Linked DNA regions of Callithrix jacchus: region 1 is linked to region 2. Evidence: chromatin contacts called from public Hi-C data. All regions are on one chromosome and are shown on one strand. The core of a region is the stretch at or near the end of the contact, and the rest is flanking DNA. Distances in the headings are between cores, read along the strand shown. Region 1 overlaps LOC118147344 (a long non-coding RNA gene). Region 2 overlaps LOC103787991 (a long non-coding RNA gene).

The links. Hi-C and Micro-C count contacts between places; a contact is called where the count stands out from the background.
Region 1: a contact with region 2 is called in a Hi-C map of induced pluripotent stem cells, with 3 times the contacts expected there. The contact joins two enhancer-like sites. A contact is called at or near these places in 3 of 3 Hi-C or Micro-C datasets (induced pluripotent stem cells and skeletal muscle).

The regions. Positions count from the first base shown.
Region 1 is chr14:71,977,140-71,982,157 of calJac240_pri, reverse strand. It overlaps LOC118147344 (a long non-coding RNA gene), which reads left to right. Exons shown (of 4, transcript XR_004733640.3): 4 at 1-5,018. Among named protein-coding and RNA genes, the nearest start is that of TRNAI-UAU, 47 kb to the left of the region's middle. Within about 2 kb of position 1,312, at least 3 of the 16 cell types and tissues checked have an H3K27ac peak or open chromatin away from gene starts, as enhancers often do.
Region 2 is chr14:71,896,154-71,901,502 of calJac240_pri, reverse strand. It overlaps LOC103787991 (a long non-coding RNA gene), which reads left to right. Exons shown (of 4, transcript XR_613787.5): 4 at 2,071-2,312. Among named protein-coding and RNA genes, the nearest start is that of TRNAI-UAU, 130 kb to the left of the region's middle. Within about 2 kb of position 3,957, at least 2 of the 16 cell types and tissues checked have an H3K27ac peak or open chromatin away from gene starts, as enhancers often do.

The sequences.
Region 1 (5,018 bases), core at 63-2,562, 83 kb before region 2:
AGAGCGCTGTCTCACTGCCTATCTCATTGCCTTGTGCACGGGACCACCTGGTCCCTGGATCCTCAAACTCATGGGCCAGCTAGTGCGAGGGAGGTTAGGAGAAGTGGAGGCAGAGGGAGACGGATCCGCAGAGCAAGGAGAGGTGTAGGGGGTGCCATTGGAGCCGAGCGTTGAGCACATTTTTTGGGGAGACACTCTGAAGCCCTCCCACATTGCCATCCACCCAGCGGACGTGGCAGCTGTGGCCTGTTCCAGAAGCCCAGGGCTGTGTGGCAGCTCGGCCTGGCCTTGCACCCTCCCTCCTCCCTCCTCCCACTCCAGTTGGCTGTTTCTCTCACTATACACAGCCGTGGGCTGGGGGCTGTGTGATGGGAAATCTTTTTTTTTGTTTTGTTTTTGTTTTTGGTCTTTGGTAAAAAGTACTCTGTCTTTTGGGCTGAGGTTGTTTAAAGGTGAACTGTGAAAAATGATCTGCCATGCTTCAAATCTCAGCTCTGCCCCGTTTCCGAACTGCTCTGGGGAGAGGAGGGGTGGGCTTTTTGCCAGAGACTCAGCCCTGTCATTGTGGCCAGGCCACCCAGCCCACCTCGGGTCAGTCAATGGCAGCATTGGGGCGTGCGTGTTCATGTGTGTGTTTGTAAGCGTGTGCTTGTGTATATATGTGTGTCCTTTGCATGTGTATCTGTGGTTATACTTGTGTGCCTGTCTTTGTGTGTTTACATGTGTATCTTGTGTGTACACACACATTTATGTCTGGGTACACGCTTACATTTGTGCGTGTGTGTTTCCATGTGTTCGTGTGTCTGTGTGTGTGTGTTGTGCCTGTGCATGTGTGTGTGGGCGCGGGAGGTGGATGGCGGAACGAGCACCAGGCATGAAGGGGCCCAGGGCAGAGTCTCAGGCCTTGACCCAGGTTTCCAAATGGCCACAGATGTGACCCTTCACCCTTCCCTGCGGCTGCTGAGGTCATTGCCCAGAGAACTTTCCTTTGGAAGCAAGTGGGCCTTGCTGCCTGGGGAGGGAGAAAAGCAAAGCGGATGATCCTCACCCTGCGGAGCCTGGAGCCAGTGGGCCCTTGTTTAATTCCGAAGGAATGTGCGGAGCAGGCCCCGGCCTGACTGGGAGCCTCGAGGCACCCCCCCGCCGCTGCAGATGCCTCCGCAGGGGCGGCGTCGGGGTGGGAGCTGGGCCGGCTGGGGACACACAGCATCCAGGGAGAGACACTCACACAAACTGTGTGGCTGGAGTAGGCTGGGGCGAGGGAGGCCCACGGCACCTTCCTCCGGGAAGAGGAGATAGCCCTGGGAAGCCGAATGTAGCCGAGGAGAGCAGAGTCCCCAGCAGGAGACGGGGTGTCACGGGAGGAAAAGCGCAGAGTAGGTGTGGAGGCAGCGAGGAGGTTCCCTGGGGGCTATGTCTCCAGGGAAGGCCTCTTAGAAGTGGTGGAAGTTTAGCTGTGCCCTGTAGGGTGGGGAGGAGCTGGAGGAAAAGAGGACGTTTGGGAGAAGGAAGAAAGAAGAGCTCAGGAAAGTTTTGCTAAAGAGGCTGAGCTGCAAAAGAGCAAAGCCTCTATGGAATGACGTTGTGGGCGCCAGTCCAGGGAGAGCTTGGGAAGGAAAAAGAGGCGGCTACTGCAGGAGAATCAGCTCCGGTTCATCCCGAGGGCGTTAGTGCCAGCCAGAGCTCATCCTTAGGCCAGAGGTCTCTTGAAGATTCTCGAAGGGGAGTTGCCTGATGAAGCAGGCGTTTTAGGACGAGAGGCTGGCAGCATGATCAGGGGATCATGGCAGGTGGGAGGGAGGCCCTGGGTGTGGAAGAGACTGGAGGCAGGGGTGCTGGGGAGAGAGGCTTCCAGTGGAGAGATGGCTGAGGCCTGGGGGGTCAAGCAGCCAGGACCGAATCCCTTTCACATTTGGGACGTTCTTTTTTTTTTTTTTTTTTTGAGACGGAGTTTCGCTCTTTTCACCCAGGCTGGAGTGCAATGGCGCCATCTCGGCTCACCACAACCTCCGCCTCCTGGGTTCAGGCAATTCTCCTGCCTCAGCCTCCTGAGTAACTGGGATTACAGGCACGCGCCACTGTGCCCAGCAAATTTTTTGTATTTTTAGTAGAGACGGGGTTTCACCATGTTGACCAGAATGGTCTCCATCTCTTGATCTCGTGATCCACCCGCCTCGGCCTCCCAAAGTGCTGGGATTACAGGCTTGAGCCACCGCGCCCATTTGGGAGTTCTTAGGCCTCCTTTCTGTGTTTGGAGTCCCCTGACCTAAGAGCACCGTGTCAGCCTAGGACAGCTCCCTGCACACAGGCCAACTGGGAGCTGGACCCGGGGGACAGATGCGTGTAGTGACAGATGGACCCGGGTGACAGAGGCCAGGCCCTACAATAGCCTGGGTCCCAGCCCCCATTCACACCCTGCCCAGAGTGACCCCGGCCTCTCCGGTGGGCCTTGGGGTATCTTATTCCCTGGCACAAAAGTGACATCTGTCCTGGTGTGGGGATCATCCTGGTGGGCAGAGGCAGAAACCCACTGAGTAGGACCTTGGCCAGTCCAGACGAGCGAATGAATGCCAGGGTGACCCAACTGGGTGTGAACACAAGTGTGAGTTCTGTCCAGTTCTTGCAAGAGAGTGGGGGCCCTGTCCAGCTTGGGTGTGTGAGTGTGGTATGTGTGTGCACAGCCTGGCCTGGGTGAGCCCGGTGCCTGGCACAGAGTGGGGCCTGTGGTTGTTGAGTGAAGAAATGTTAACACGGACACACTTCGGGGCCCTTCAGATTGGTGGCCCAGCCCAGGGAAACTCCTCACAAAGGCCTCTGCCGGGGAAGGGCTGCCTGGGCTTCCTTAGTGGGTGACACTGGGTGGGCCTGTGGCAAAGCCCTCCTGCCTCGCACACGCCGGCCTTGTGTGAGTGGTCCCGTGACAGGGAAGTGAAGGAAAGGGGTGAATTGTAGGCCGTGAGTGTGGGGCAGGCACTCTGTCTGCCCACTGAAGCAGTGCAGTAGGAACTGGTGCTCAGAGGCAGACACATGAAAGAAAAGTGTGTAAGTGATCAGAGTGAGGCCAATTCTCCCAGAATCTCAAGGGCAGGTGCCCCGCATCTCTACCATGTCAGTTTCAGGGCCCCCAGGACTTTGATTTGCTGCTAACTCTGAAATCTTTGAACGTTTTCTTTGTCAGTAGCTTCTTCTCTAGAGTGTCGATGGGAGTGAGCAGGGGAGCCACAGGGTGACGGGTGAGGGGACATGGATGCTAGCCTGGGTCCTGGATGGGCATGTGCCTTTTGGAAGAAGCCATGGCCACTTCCTTGGGACCAGGGTCTGCACACACAGACACAGTTGTGGGGCTCAGGGACAGTGGGTATGAGGGAGCATGGAGGACCCCTGCCCTCTGCACTCACCACCCTCTTTCTGGGCTGCCACTCCCTTCTCAGTCATCCATCCTTGGAAGAGGGTAGAGTCTCTCTCTGGACAGAGTCCAAGGGATTAGAGCCACACCATGGGGAGCACACCAGCTAAATGCAGGTCACTTGTGCTGACCCTTCAAAGGCTGAAAGCCAAGAGAGCTACTGCCTTGGATAGAGAATCTTGGGGCCTGGCTCCCATTTCCTCTGGTTGAGGCTCCCTTCATTTAAATAATCACCCCACCTCTTTACCCTTCAGGCTCCACCCTCTCCCTGCATCTGAGGTGTCCTTCCTGGCTGGGGCCTGGGGTGGAGGGATCACCCCCTTTCTCCCTCCACCCTGTAACCATCCTGCTTGCTGAGACATAGCTCCAATTCTGCACCACACACTTCCCATTCTCCCTTGTCTAATATTTCCCTGGTTATACAGCTTACGCATGCTCATGGCAGGAAACATGGGAAATTCGGAAAGCATGGAATCGGGAACAAAGTTAGGCCTAAACCCGGCACTTAGAGATACACACCTGCTTGTCTGGAACATTCGACAGTTGCAGGGTGCTCTTGACTTGTGACAGCGCTTTCTGTCCTCATCGCATGGGTGTTCTCCCTCAGCTCTACCAACAGGCAGCCGCCACTGATTTCTTCCTCTCACAGCCGGGGAAGCTGAAGCAGAGAGCTGTGGCCACTTGTCCCTTGTCCCAAGGCGCATGGTCTCAGGCTCCTCAGTACACTGTCCACTGAGGCCTGACACCCCACTCCATACCGTGGCCTGCTGCCTGCGCTGGGGCCAGTGAGCTTCTCAGCTTGGTGGGTACCCTTCCTAGTCCCCTGCCTGCACCTGGTCTGACTTTTGGGCTAGCCCTGAGCTTCACCCACCTCCTTCGGGGCCACTGCAGCCAGGAGTGGGGAGGGGGGCAGATTTCAATGGCGTGCCTCCTGGAAACCACATCAAATGGTGCAGCTAGGAATTAATAAATAAACTTGGGAGACAAGTCAATTACCCTCTGCCTGTGCCCCTGTCCCCCAGGGGCAGACAGCGGCATGTGGTTCCCAGCCTCAGCATGCCTTCCCGGGGGCAGGCCTAGCGTTGCAGCTGGCTTCCGTCAGATTAGCCAGGCGAGATGCGGCAGGCCTCTGTCCTCTGGGGAAATGGCTCCCTTCCTGGGAGGTGGGGACAGCATTCCTGGGTTTCTCTGTTACTGCCCTCTTTTTGCACCCGTCCCTGTCTTACTGTGTTCATGGTGCCCAAATCACTGCCCCCGCCAGTCCCCCGACACAAAGGCTTCTGGTTAGCCATCATGACGTCTGCAGCTCCGTCTTTAGAGCTGGAAACTGATGTGACTGAGCCTCCAGAACATGCCTGCTGATGGCCCACACTGTGGGACTGCCCTGTTAGTGTCTTCCAGACTCATCAGCACTAGCATGATCATTTAAAAATCAGACGACTACTTGTCGCTTCTGAAAACATTTTTTTAGGGCTGGGCGCAGTGGCTCACAGCTGCAATCCCAGCAGTTTGGGAGGTGGAGGCAGGAGGATGGCTTGAGCCCAGAAATTCGACACCAGCCTGCGTAACACAGTGAGCCCCATCTCTATAAAATTTTAAAAATAATTAATAA
Region 2 (5,349 bases), core at 2,708-5,207:
CACACCTGTGATCTCAGCTATTCAGGAGGCTGAGGCAGGAGAATCACTTGAACCCGGGAGGCGGAGGTTGCAGTGAGCCGAGATTGTGCCTCTGCACTCCAGCCTGGGCAACAGAGACTCCATCTCAAAAAAAAACTCTGGAGGGCTCCCCACTGGCTCCAAAGTAAGGACCAAACTCGTTATCCAGATTCACAGACCACTCCTTGAATCAGCTCCCAACCCTGCTCTCCAGCATGGTGGCCCCCTTTTGCTCCTGCGAACCTGTGTGTTGCAGCTGTTCCAGATTTCATACCATCCCCCAAAGACGGCCCTGTGCTTACTGACTCCATGGTGTGGCTTTCTCGTGCCTCCTGCTTGGCATGGAGTCCTGTCTCTGCCTACCACACTCCTGCCCTTCATTTAAGACGCGGACACCAAATGCTCAAACCCAGAGGGTGGTTAAGAGCATGGAATCTACAGCCAGATCAACTAGTACAAGACCCAGTTCACTTTCCTCTAGATTCGACCTTTTGAGAAAGTTTTGTAAACCTTCTGTACTTAGGTTTACTCATCTGTAAAAGGAAGACAATGGTAGCAGCACCTGCCTCATTGGATAGTGTGAAGGTTAAGTGAGGCTACGTGTAAGGCACTTGGGACAGCATCCAGCTTGTGGTCAGCACTGAATGTGTCAGCAATAACACCCCAGATTATGAAGCCTCTGCTGATCCTTCCGAAGGCTCCCCTGGGCCACATCAATCTCTCTCTTTCCTCCTTACCTCAAGCATTTTCCTGGACACCAGTAGCAATCTGAACCATATCTGCCTGGTTGTGAAGTTAGGATTCTTTGATGGCAATTGGACAATGTTCAAAACCCATTGGATCAAACGAGAGGAGTTTACTTTTTCTTTTAGAGACAGGGTCTATCTTGCCTAGGCTGATCTCAAGCAATCCTCCCACCTTGGCCTCCCAAAGTGCTGGGACTAGAAGCATGAGACACCACACCCAGCCCAAACAAGGGAATTCTTATCACAAGTATACGAGTGGGCCCTACAGTGTCCAGAGGCAGGAATGCACAGCACCTCAGGAAACCCTGGCACTGGCATCTGGAAATATTGCTTGGGTAGGTTCGCTCTCTGAACATTCATTTAATTATTCTCTCTGTAGACTGTGGCCTTGCAGACTTGGCTAGAATCCGTTGCTTATGGCATTCAAGGGTATATACCACAGTCTGACATGGAAAGACGAAATCTCCTCCTTTGTCCCAGTTCAGGCCTTACTAGCCTCTCTAGCAGGGGCAAAGGGAGGGTTCATGTTACCCAGAATTATTGCTGAGCGTGTCTCACTTTGGGTGAAAGGGTACATTTAAGGGGTCCATGCCAGAGACTGCAGATTGGTCCCTAGGATGTATTTCTTTCTTTCCTTTCTTTTTCCTTCCTTCCTTCCTTTTCTTTTCTTTTCTTTTCCTTTTTTCAAATGGAGTCTCACTCTGTTGCCCAGGCTGGAGTGCAATGGCACAATATCGACTCACTGCAACCTCTGCCTCCCAGGTTCAAGCAATTCTCCTGCCTCAGCCTCCTGAGTAGCTGGGATTATAGGCACACACCACCACAGCTGGCTAATTTTTGTATTTTTTAGTAGAGACAGCTTTTTACCATGTTGGCCAGGCTGGTCTTGAATTCCTGACCTCAGGTGCTCCAACAGCCTTGGCCTCCCAAAGTGCTGGGATTACAGGTGTGAGCCACCACCCCCGCCCTCCCCATCTTTCTCAGTAATAGAACTCCAGGATTTTGCTGTCCTAAATAAAGACTGCATTTCCCAGCCTCCCTGGCAGTTGGCAGGGCCATGTGATTAGGTTCTGGCCAAAGTGACATTAAAGTTAGAAGAATGTCCTTCTGTGCTTCCTCCAGCTCGCTGGACTTTGGAGCCAAGCTGGCAGAGTTCAAATCCTGGGCCTGCCACCTATGAGTTGTGTGACTTTGGACAAGTTACCTAATCTTTTGTACCAGTTTCCTTTGCAGTAAAATGGGAATAAAAAGAATATCTACATAATAGTAGATATTCTGTGAGGATTACATGAATTCATATTTGCAGAGTGAGTAGAAGGGTTCCTGGCACAAGCTCTGGAAGTGTGGCTGTAATGAAGATGATGGCAAGGATGAAGATGAGGACAGCAAGGCTGGAGCTCAAGTGCCATCCTGGGTCCTGGAGTAGAAGCCACATGTTGAGAACAGTCTGGATCCTTAGCGAGGGTTGAGCCATGACACCAGCCCATGACTGTTTGCCCCTTGAGCTTGTTTACAGAAGAAGAAAAACTCACCTTGTTTAAAACACCATCCTGTTGGCTTTTCAGTTTGCTTGTAGCCAGATCTAATCCTAACTGATACAGGAGCGTTGTAGGTTCAACACACGTTCCCGTCCCCTGTACCATGTTGTAGTTCTTTGAGATGATGTCTCACCATTCCTACTTGGGTTGTACATTCCTTGAGGACAGAAAAGCCTCCCTCTCACAGGAGGTGCCCAGAAAGTAAGTATCGAATTAATGGAAGAACTATGTGAAGATCATTCTGGTTCAGTAGACAAGGAATTCTTTGGCTAGTTGGAGAAAATCAGTGATTATCATAACAACATTTATCAAGCATAATGCCGAGGGTGCTTTTTTTTTTTTTTTTTTCCAAGACAGGGTCTTGCTCTGTTGCCCAGGCTGGAGGGCAGTGGTATGATCACGGCTCACTGCAGCCTTGACCTCCTGCCTCAAACGATCCTCCCATCTCAGCCTCCTGGGTAGCTGAGACCACAGGTGTGTACCAGCACACCTGGCTAATTTAAAAATTTTTTTGTAGGGATGAGATCTCGCTATGTTGCCCAGTCTGGTCTTGAACTTCTGGACTCAATTGATCCTCCTACCTCAGCCTTCCAAAATGTTGGGATGACAGGTGTGAACCACCACACCCAGTCCCTGGCATTCTAAGTACTTCAAGTGCATTTTATAGTTTAGCTGTCATGACAATCCTATGAAATAAGTACAGTCAGGCCACTACACCTGTGGGCTCTGCACCTGTGGATTCAACAAACCATGGATTGATAATACCCTATTTGAGAAAGAAAAAAGATGGTGGCATCTGTGATAAACATGAAAAGACTTTTCCTCCTTGTCATTATCCTGTGTGTATAGGCTCCAGAGTCCAGTGAGCCAGAGGAAGCAAAGAAGGGAATTCTCCTCCCTTTAATGTCACTTTGGCCGGAACCTAATCACATGGCCCTGCCAATTGCCAGGTAGGCTGGGAAATGCAGTCTTTATTTAGGACAGCAACTATGCTACGTATATAGCATTTACATTGCATGAGCTAGAAGTGGTCTAGAGATGACCTAAAACACAGGGAGGGTGTGTGTGGGTTATATGCAAATACTACACCATTTTATATCAGGGACTTGGGTACCCTCACGTTTTGGTATCCTCAGGGGAGTGAGGGTCCTAGAACCAATCCCCCACAGACACCAAGGCATGACTGTACTCTCACTGGTTCCATTGTACAAATAAGGAAACTGGGCTTCAGAGAGATGGAGGTCAAGGTCATAGATGCAGCGGGTGGGGCCTGGCTCCAGAGCCCAGGATCTTCACAATTTCGCTGTGAAATCTCAAGGGCTTTTCTCCAGCAGGCTCTTTGGAAAGAAGAAACTGTATAAGCCAACAGGAACCCATCGCGTCAGAGTGACCTTGCTTCTCTTTAGATGTTGGAGATTTGTTTGGAGGGCTGAACTTTAGAGAAACAAAGGGAAATGGCAGGGTTTTCCTGAGATCGATGGAGGTAAAGACACATACAGATTATGAAGCCTCCTCTGACCCCCTAGGCCAAAGCGATTTCCCTGCCTGCTCTGCACTTCCACAGCCTGTCTGTTGACATGGCCAGCAGCTGGCCGACCTGGGTAATCTCCGGCAAAATTGTGACATTGGTGGAGTTTGTCTTCCTTCCTCTTGTATCTGCCTGCTATTGGATTTTCAGCCTCTTATTCCTATTTGGGCCCTCACATGTTCTCTCAGCAAGGAAAGCTTCATTTTGAAAGACAAAAATAGAGAACACAAAACTTAATCCCCCAAAATGAAAATGTAATGGTGGGATTTTAGGCAGCAGCGATGTGGGGGTTGAGGAACTTGCTGCCTCTCTAATCATCTCGTCCTTCCCCTTCCCCTTCCCCTCTCCCTCCCCTTCCTCTTCCTCCTCCTGCTGTCTTTTTATGATTATTATTTAACCATTTCACACCAGCAGTCCCACGCACGGGTCACCCTCTCACCCTGGTCATCCTGGGCTCAGGACCCCCTGGTGCTTTCACTCCTGGCTGCACACCCCCTGCCGGTCCCCCAAACACCGCTTATGTCTTCGGTTTTGTTAAACTGTTTGTTCTGAGAGAACAAAGACCACATCTAATAGCCAGGGATGTGGCTGCAGGAATATTTACTTCCAAAGGCGTTTTGGTCTCCGTGGCCTCTGAAGGCTCTTTCTACCCTGAGCCTTAAAGCACCTCGGCTCCTCCCCTGGTTCCCCGCATTGTGCCTGCTTCTGGGTTGGGTAGAAGATAGGTGCTTAGGAAGGATGTATTGTGCTGCTGCCTAACTCTTTTTGTAAGCAAGGCCGCAGGCCCCTGAGGCAATGGTGGAAAAGCTCTCCTGTTTTCAAAAGTCCCTCAACAAGCAGACCCTTGGAGGCAAAGCACTTTTAGAGTCAGGGTTTTAGAATCAGAGTTTTTTCTGGGCTGCAGCACAGCCTGCTCTGGCACCTGCTCTGGCCTGGCAGGCCCTGGGCTCCTCTTGGTCTAATATCTGGGCAGCCTTTTATCGGGGCCTGAAAACCACAGCTAGCCCTTCCCAAAATGACTCAACATCCAATATGGACTCATTTCCAGATCACCTGGCTCCAGGAGGCCCGTCCCACAGGACCAGGCCACGGCCATAGAGGCCCCAGCTTTTCTCAGATTCAAAGCTGACCAGGGACAACCATGCCAGAAATTCTGCAAAATGCAAGCACAAGCACTCTCAAGCGGCCGCTTCCTATTTCCCCACAACCTCTCCACCATACTCCATAATGTACAGATGGAGTGAGTTCAGCTCAGAAGGGAAAACATTTTTCCTCCTGTGACTTCTCCCCTGACTCAAGTCTACAACCACCAGGAAATGGCTTGGGACAAGGCTGGGGCAAGGAGGCAGGGCCCTTGGGGTTGGGACCAGGGAGAGCACCCTGCCCCATGGGGCCTAGATCCTTGGCCCCAGCACTCCTAGAAAACATGGCTTCTCAAGGAGCCACATTCTAGACAGAGCTGGAAGAGCTGATTGGGCTTGGGTTTTAGTGTGCATTGTGATCTAGGCACCCTAGGAGA